Regions from separate parts of the Rattus norvegicus genome. Here region 2 is linked to region 1. Evidence: chromatin contacts called from public Hi-C data. All regions are on one chromosome and are shown on one strand. The core of a region is the stretch at or near the end of the contact, and the rest is flanking DNA. Distances in the headings are between cores, read along the strand shown. Region 1 holds the start of Sav1 (salvador family WW domain containing protein 1). Region 2 overlaps Nin (ninein).

Region 1 (3,578 bases), core at 304-2,803:
ACCTCCCATATTTTGAAAACCCATCCCCATTCAGTCTACTCTCAACACAGCATCCAAAGTGACTGCATTAAATGTCTCTCCTCTACTCCAAAGGCCTAGGTGTGTGGCCTGTTACCAAGAATTTCATTTCCCTCGACTATTCTGTTCCAGCTACGTGACCCTCTTACTATTCCTACAGTGAGCCAGAAACATGACCACTGCAGTGACTTTGCATTTGCTTTTCTGAGGCCTCACTCCGGATACCTGCATGACAAGTTAATGCCAGCACCGCCTTCTTGCTGTCTTTGTTATCTGTCACCCCTTTCCAGAACTGTGAGATCTCACTTACTCATGCTTACCTCAGCACTATGTAACACACTGTGTCTTACGAGTCTTATTCTGTGTGATCTCTCTTCCCCATACCAGAAGGGCCTTTATGTCATACCCTGGACACCTAAAACAACACCTTGTATGTTGGATGCTCAATAAAATATTTGTTATAGAATCACAGGAACCTTTAACAAGGAAGCATTTCATGAAAACATGGAGACAGACAACTGATAAAATGTCTCCTTTGTGCGTGGCTAAAAAAAAAATATACTGAGCAGTTCTGGTGCCTTGTTATGAGGTTGGAGTTTTGCTTCTGTGCTCTAAACACATTCCTTTTCTTATGAAAGCCTTACTTTGGTCAAGAGGAGTGAGTCTCATCTTATTTTCCAAACACGAGTACCTGAGTGAGTTAAAGAGAACAAAGTAGCATCCAATGAATTAGATAGAAAACTCCCAGCTCTGAACTCTGGTGCTGAAAGGCCTCAAGATTCTAAGACTTAATTGCAAGAAAAAGCACGTGGTTATTAAGTATAAATATTAAAATGATGAGATAAATACATTAACGTCAAATTTATCTTAGGAGTTGTAGAAACTCCATCTTCTTTGTCTTTTTAATCCGAAAAAGCGGATGGGAGGAGGCATAAAAGGGGTGGGAGTACCAAGGGTTGGGAAGAGAGAAGAGGACAGAAGAAACGGATACTCGGTTTTTACGCTGTCACCAAAAGAGGCATACGCGTTACTAGGTGCCGCCCTGGCTGTGGTCCGGTCCCGCGTCCCCATCAACCCTGCACACCCGAGGGCCGCCTTCCCTCAGCAACCACTCGCGGCTGCGGCTGTGGGCAGTTCTGCCTCCAACAGGGCGGTCGACAAGTCCGAGGCGAGAGCGGCTCGCAGCCCAGTGGGCTCCCGACCGCCTGCACTCCGGCTCCTCAGCGGCGGGAGCGGGCCGGGGTAGCCGCGCTGAGGAGCCAGGGTGGTCGCCACACCCGGCCCGTTAGCCGCCGGTCGAGAGTCGCCGCACGCAGCCGCGTCCGCGCCCGGCGGGGGAGGGGCGGCCCGCGCGTCGACTTTCCCAGCATTCCCAGCGGCGCGGGGAAAGTTTACCGGACGTAGGCGGTGGCCGCAGCCGTAGCGGCTCCCGGCGGCGGACCATGGCCCTAGTGGGCGGCCGCGGCCCTGTCCCAAGGCGGCCTCGGGCGGCGGCGCTGAGCCGGCTGACTTCCCGGGAGGAGCTGCCCTGCGAGTGAGCGGCGGCGGGCGCGCTTAGCGCCGCCAACATGCGGCGGAGCCTGCGGGCGGGCGCGGGCGGCGGAGACCCGAGGCGAAGGCGGCGCCGGCCCGGGAGGCGGCGGCGGGCGGCGGGCTCGCGGCCCTAGCGAGGCTGCTGGGGCAGCGGCGGGCGACGTCCGCGAGGATGCTGTCCCGCAAGAAAACCAAAAACGAGGTGTCTAAGCCGGCCGAGGTTCAGGGCAAGTACGTGAAGAAGGAGACGTCGCCCCTGCTGCGGAGTGAGTGTCCAGGGCGGTGAAGGGTGGACCCAGCGCAGCCTCGGGTGGCTGGTGCTGGAAGACAGACTCTCGGGAATGCACTTGGAGAAAAAATGCTTCGACCCGGGCACCTTTCTGCTGGGTACATCGGGGCGTGCCCCGTGTTTGCTACCATCGCGGGTGCCACTCGCCTGTACCCTAAGTAGCACACAGACCAGACTGGATTCCTTAGTCCTGCAGCGGGACACAGACTTGTGAGGCGAAGAGACACTTGTAGCCACTACTACTAAAGTATTCGAATTAGGCTTTGCTCCTAAACTTCAAAAAAAAAAAAAAAAAAAAAGTACTCAGAATAATTTCAGCCATAGCAGGACAGGCAAGTTCCTAACTTTATCCCTCTTTGCAGCGTACGTTCCGTCCCCTCCTATAACTTTTCTTCTTCATTTAAAATATTTGTTTTTAACTCGAACGTCTTGATTTTCCTTTTTAAAATTCTTGGGTAGCCAAAATAGTTATGAGAAGGAGCTAATCCTTTGGTTCTCATTCTAGGAGCTGGGCCCCTTGTGTAAGTTTCCTTCTTGGAAGCTGGAAGTAACCGTGTGACTTAAATTAAGCCTTACCTCATATTGTAATTGGGAAAGCTATTCACAGTATTTGCCCAAGATCACGCAGAAAGGGGTGGAGAGCACATTTTTCCATTGTGACCATGTGTCAAACCTTACAGGTTCTCCTAGTAGTTGTAGCGCTGGACAACAAAGTTGGTGGGGTGGATGTGTCAGTAACTTGAAACCATTTTTACTAGCTTGTTTTTCTGTTCTTAGGTGATAGCTTGCTTTTTTTCGCTGCAAATAAAGTTCATTAAACATCGTTTGAAGTCATGCAACGTGTTGTCTTTTAGTGAATGGCTTGGTACAGAGTTTGTCATCGACTGTTAATCCAATACTAAATTATTGTAGTGTTAGCTTCTGACACACTTAGTAAATCGACTGTTAATCCAATACTAAGTTATTGTAGTGTTAGCTTCTGACACACTTAGTAATCTATTTAATGGATTCAGAAAATGTGCTCTATATCCAGAGTTCATGTTTAAAGGCAGTTGCTTTTTCTCTAAGAACGTCTAAGCTGTTGGCACATTCTGATTTCAGCAGCCCATTATCTTGTTTGGAGTTATCTGCTCTTAAAGGAACCATAACTTTTCCCAGGTTTTTTCAGTAGACTCAGCATTTGTGTGCATCTTTGGGATTAGATGACTTTATTTTTCAATTTCTACACTGAAAGGTTTTGCATTCTAGTTTTGATAATTGTGCTTAGAACTGGGCAATTCTGGGTAGAGAGACAAAACTATTAATAAAAAGTCTTTTACAAGAAATCTGACTTTGCTTTTTTTTTTTTTTTTTTTTTTTTGAGGAACACTTATTTTAATGAAACTGTTTGTGTGAGGAAAGAGGCTTGGTGATACTTAAATCAAGTGAAAACACCAAGCTGTGGCCATACGAGATGCTGGTGCTGGCATTGGTTTGTTAGATTATTTTCCTCTCAGTGGCATAGTATCATATTATATATGGCAATACGCAGCAGCCATTCATTTGTAGCTGAGTTTACACCTGCACATTAATGCAGATTATAAATGTATTTGCTTGGGGAAATAATCTTAATTTAAAGTTCTAGTATTGTCTTAAAATTTAAAATTTGTTTTCTTACACCCTTTTGTTTGCTATTTTTATCTCAGGGTAGTAGACATAAATAAATAACTTTAGAAGAGTGCACTGACTTAATGAAGTG
Region 2 (3,706 bases), core at 1,101-3,600, 76 kb before region 1:
TAAATTCTGTCAATAAATATCAGGAATGACACTGAGTGACCCTTACAGTCTTCCATGGTTCTCCCAGGTACATAAAATCATGCCCGTAATTATCCCATATCTAAGCGAAGACTTCGTGGGCTCACATTTACTCTGCCAGTTTAGAAGCCGGATGGTTAATACAGGATGATTTTAGAAGCAGGGTGGTTAATACAGGATGAATAGTCTTGGCGTTTCAAGTAGTCTGACCCTGTCTTAAACAGAACTCAGCGTACATCTACAGACGCTAACCAACATGCAGTTTGCAACCTTTTCTTTCTTTCCTTTTTTTTTTTTTTTTTCGGAGCTGGGGACCGAACCCACGGCCTTGCTAGGCAAGCGCTCTACCACTGAGCTAAATCCCCAACCCCATTGCAACCTTTTCTTTCAAGTGAGTCCTGGGTTTCTGACTTGGAAAACGGGTGAACTTTAGAGGCTCGTTGTGGTGGTTTCCTTCCCAGGAAAAGATGCTGTAATGCTTAGCCCAGAAAGAAAGCAGAAATGAAACATTCCGGAAGCCTCAGTGGAGGCCTCTGACCTCACGTGTATGAGATAGTGTTCCTTTCTCCTGGGTGATTGTCCCAAAGCAAAAACTGCCTTCAATTTCCATTCGAACTTCAGTACCAAATCAGAGTGGGGTCAGCATTTATAGTTATCTTATGCAATGTTTATTATGGGGCTGGAGAGATGACTTAGTAGTTATGAGTCCTAAATGTTCTTCCAGAGGACCCGGGTTCGATTCCGGTATCATATGTCAGCTCATAACCATCTGTAACTCTAGTTCCTCCATGAGCACTGGAGGAACTATGTATGTACTACACAGACATGCATGCAAGTAAAACACTCATCCATGCAGAAGAATAAAACACAACCGAAAGAATTATTTCCCAAGGGTACATATCTACAGCAGGCACTGTCTCTGTGCGTTCCTTTGGGAATAACACAGTTTTTGCTTTGATTTTAGGCCAGCTGAGGTTTTGGAATCCAGACGACCTGAATGCTTCACATGGTGGGTCTTGCCCTCCTCCAGACTGGATAGAAGAGAAGCTGCAAGAGGTTTGTGAGGATCTGGGGATCACTCGAGATGGTCACCTGAACCGGAAGAAGCTGGTTTCCATCTGCGAACAGTATGGATTGCAGAATGTGGATGGAGCGGTAAGCCCATTGCTGTGTTTGAGAATAATGAGAAGAGCTTTGTCTGCCCCCAGGCAGGGAAGAGCCGTACTGTGACCTCCTTATTAGAGGCCCGGCCTTCTTTATTTCCCTAAAAAAATATTCTACAGGATTTTTGTCTTTGGGAAAGTCATGTTGTGAGGCAGAAATCAAACGTGATGTGGCTGGAGTTCCTGAATATATAATAAGGTCACCTACTGTGCTCTCTGCTACCCTGTGTGAGACGTATCAACCAAACAGTAAACTGTGGGGGAACGCAGACAGGAATTAAGAGAGCCTCGGGCTTGAGTTAGGCGGGAACTCTGAAGGTCAGGCTGCTGCATGTTCCGTTCTGGAAAGTTCTAGTGCTCTCCCTACGCCCTTGGGTAGATGAGAGTAGTGCACAGGCTGCCTCTCTAGCTGTGGTTTGAAGTTTGCTTTCTGCTGTGAGGAGAGCCTTGGTTGTGTAGAGCAGCCAGATTCTAGCCGTGAGGGAACAGGGTCGGGGAGCTTGGTAGATTTGAAGCCCCAGAGAGTTTATGAGGTAAGATTCTGCTTTCCTCCTCTTCGTTCTGAAGAACCAAGAGAGGATCTTCAGGATTCGTTTATGAGTAGCCGTGAGGCTATACAGAAAAACCTGTAATTCTAAGACGTGTCTTTCAGAAAGCTGCAAATAAAGATTAGGGGGAGTTGGAGGTTAGGAATACAGTCACTGCTCCAGAATCCCTGATTATGATGATATGTGACACCATGCTGGCTGCCTCCTCCGGACAGAGTGGTAGCGCATTCCTAACCAAGAAAGAGACCGATCTCCAAAACCTGCCAAGTAGCCTGACTTGCAGAAAAATTTGGTTTTTAGTTTAGTTTTGCTTTTTTGTTCTCATGTGATGTGACTGTTATATAAGCCCCCTGGCAACCTTTGGAGTATCCCAGCGCCCCATTTATTTTTCAGCGGTGTCTATGGAATCATAAAATTAAATTAATTATCCTAATTTCTGAACTAGTACAGTACAAAGGGTTGTTTTTTGTGTTTTACCGAGAAACGTTGCACAAATGAGTTCCTGATCTGAGAACAATTTTTTGGAATGTAAATGGCAGCCACTGGCAGAGAGCTGGCTTCCTCTTCTGCAGGGAGCTCCTAAAACTGGAGACAAGGGGCACATTCAGTTCTTTCCCTGTGCTGCTAGAATTAGGAAGGCTTTACTCATCATGCTCCTGCTTAGTGTTTCCACCCCTCCCACCAGGAGGAGTGAGGAGATGCCCTGCCCTCCACCCCTTAGGTCTGAACCCAGAGGGGCTGAGCTGGTGATTAGCATAGGACTTGGGATCCCAGAATTTTGCACCCCAAAGCAGTTTGAACTCTGTCAGCCTTTTGCAGAGGAAGCCTGTGAGATCACTGCTGCCCCCTATTTTTGTGAGGGAGAACTAGATGAGCTCTCTTTGGCAGTCATCCACACCCCACTTTCTCTAAGTTAAGACAAGTAAGAGGGCAGGGTGAGCAGACCAACTCCCAGGAGGCCTCATCAAACCCAAGGATGATTTCGTTTGACTTGTTCGGTATTTTAAAAGCTGAACTTTGAGGTACACTCTTTGACATTGGAAATTTTCCCCAAATATTTTGTAGTAGCGAGCCACAATCGTCTCCTCCGGACACCACAGGCGACAATGTGCCGAGCTAGCTTTGTTCTCAGCCTCATTTGCCCCCTGACGACCGCTTGCTTTCTGATGTCCGAAGCCTCCATGCCTCGGTCTCCCAGGTCTCTGGGGTTCCTGGACTCTATTCTGATACACGTTTCACACCCTACACACCAGGAAGTGCCCACCGACCTGGCCAATGTGGGAAATGAAAATGCCCTTGTTCCTAAAGTGGGTCTGTGTGGTGCCTTAGTTGCTCCGGTAACCCACATTCTCTTGAGCCCAGTCCCGACCACCCAGTCCTCTCTAAATTTACATCCCTTTACCCAACACTTCTCATCCAGAGCTCTGACTTAAAATAACTGGCAGGAGTCTATTAAGTGTTTGAGTGTTCAGGCCACATAGAAACTACACTGATTTGGCAAAGGCCAGGCAAGCACTAAGGACATAATCTGTTGCTTTGTCTAGATTTTGTGGACATTTCTGATTGAATGGTCCTGAAAGCCACTTCCTCCAGTGTTGGTGAGAACGAGACAGAAAAGTTGAAGGCTTTTTGGCAACCTCAGCATCTTGTCCCAAATGCTACCCGTCACAGTATTCTGTCAGAACCTATTTCTTCCCCAGATTTCCAACCTCTAGAAATTTCCTTGCCTCAGGATCCTCTCCCAAACAAGACATATGTTTCCTACAAATTGGCAAAGAGCACATGAAATACAATTTGTTAGTCTTCTGTCTTCTTGCTTCTCAGTGGCCCAGGCATCGTGCGGGGGCTCATTAGCTCTGCGGTCTCAGGCCCTTCTTTAGCCTACTTACCGCAGCAGTGTGAGCTGTAAGGTCTCTGTTTGATTTCTGTTCTGTTCCCGGAGGCCTGTTCCACAGTAAATATCACACGGAGGGAAGA

What was found. A called contact is a pair of places that touch in the nucleus more often than the background predicts.
Region 2: a Hi-C map of the A7r5 cell line shows a contact between it and region 1, with 2.8 times the contacts expected there. The contact joins the enhancer-like site here to the promoter of Sav1 in region 1. A contact is called at or near these places in 2 of 12 Hi-C or Micro-C datasets (the A7r5 cell line and mammary epithelial cells).

The regions. Positions count from the first base shown.
Region 1 is chr6:94,234,073-94,237,650 of GRCr8, reverse strand. It overlaps Sav1 (salvador family WW domain containing protein 1), which reads left to right and starts at 1,553. Exons shown (of 5, transcript NM_001097581.1): 1 at 1,553-1,817. The coding sequence starts at 1,724.
Region 2 is chr6:94,310,580-94,314,285 of GRCr8, reverse strand. It overlaps Nin (ninein), which reads left to right. Exons shown (of 30, transcript NM_001106737.1): 7 at 983-1,173. Among named protein-coding and RNA genes, the nearest start is that of Nin, 51 kb to the left of the region's middle. Within about 2 kb of position 2,350, at least 29 of the 93 cell types and tissues checked have an H3K27ac peak or open chromatin away from gene starts, as enhancers often do. A contact at or near this core is called in the A7r5 cell line, where this site is marked.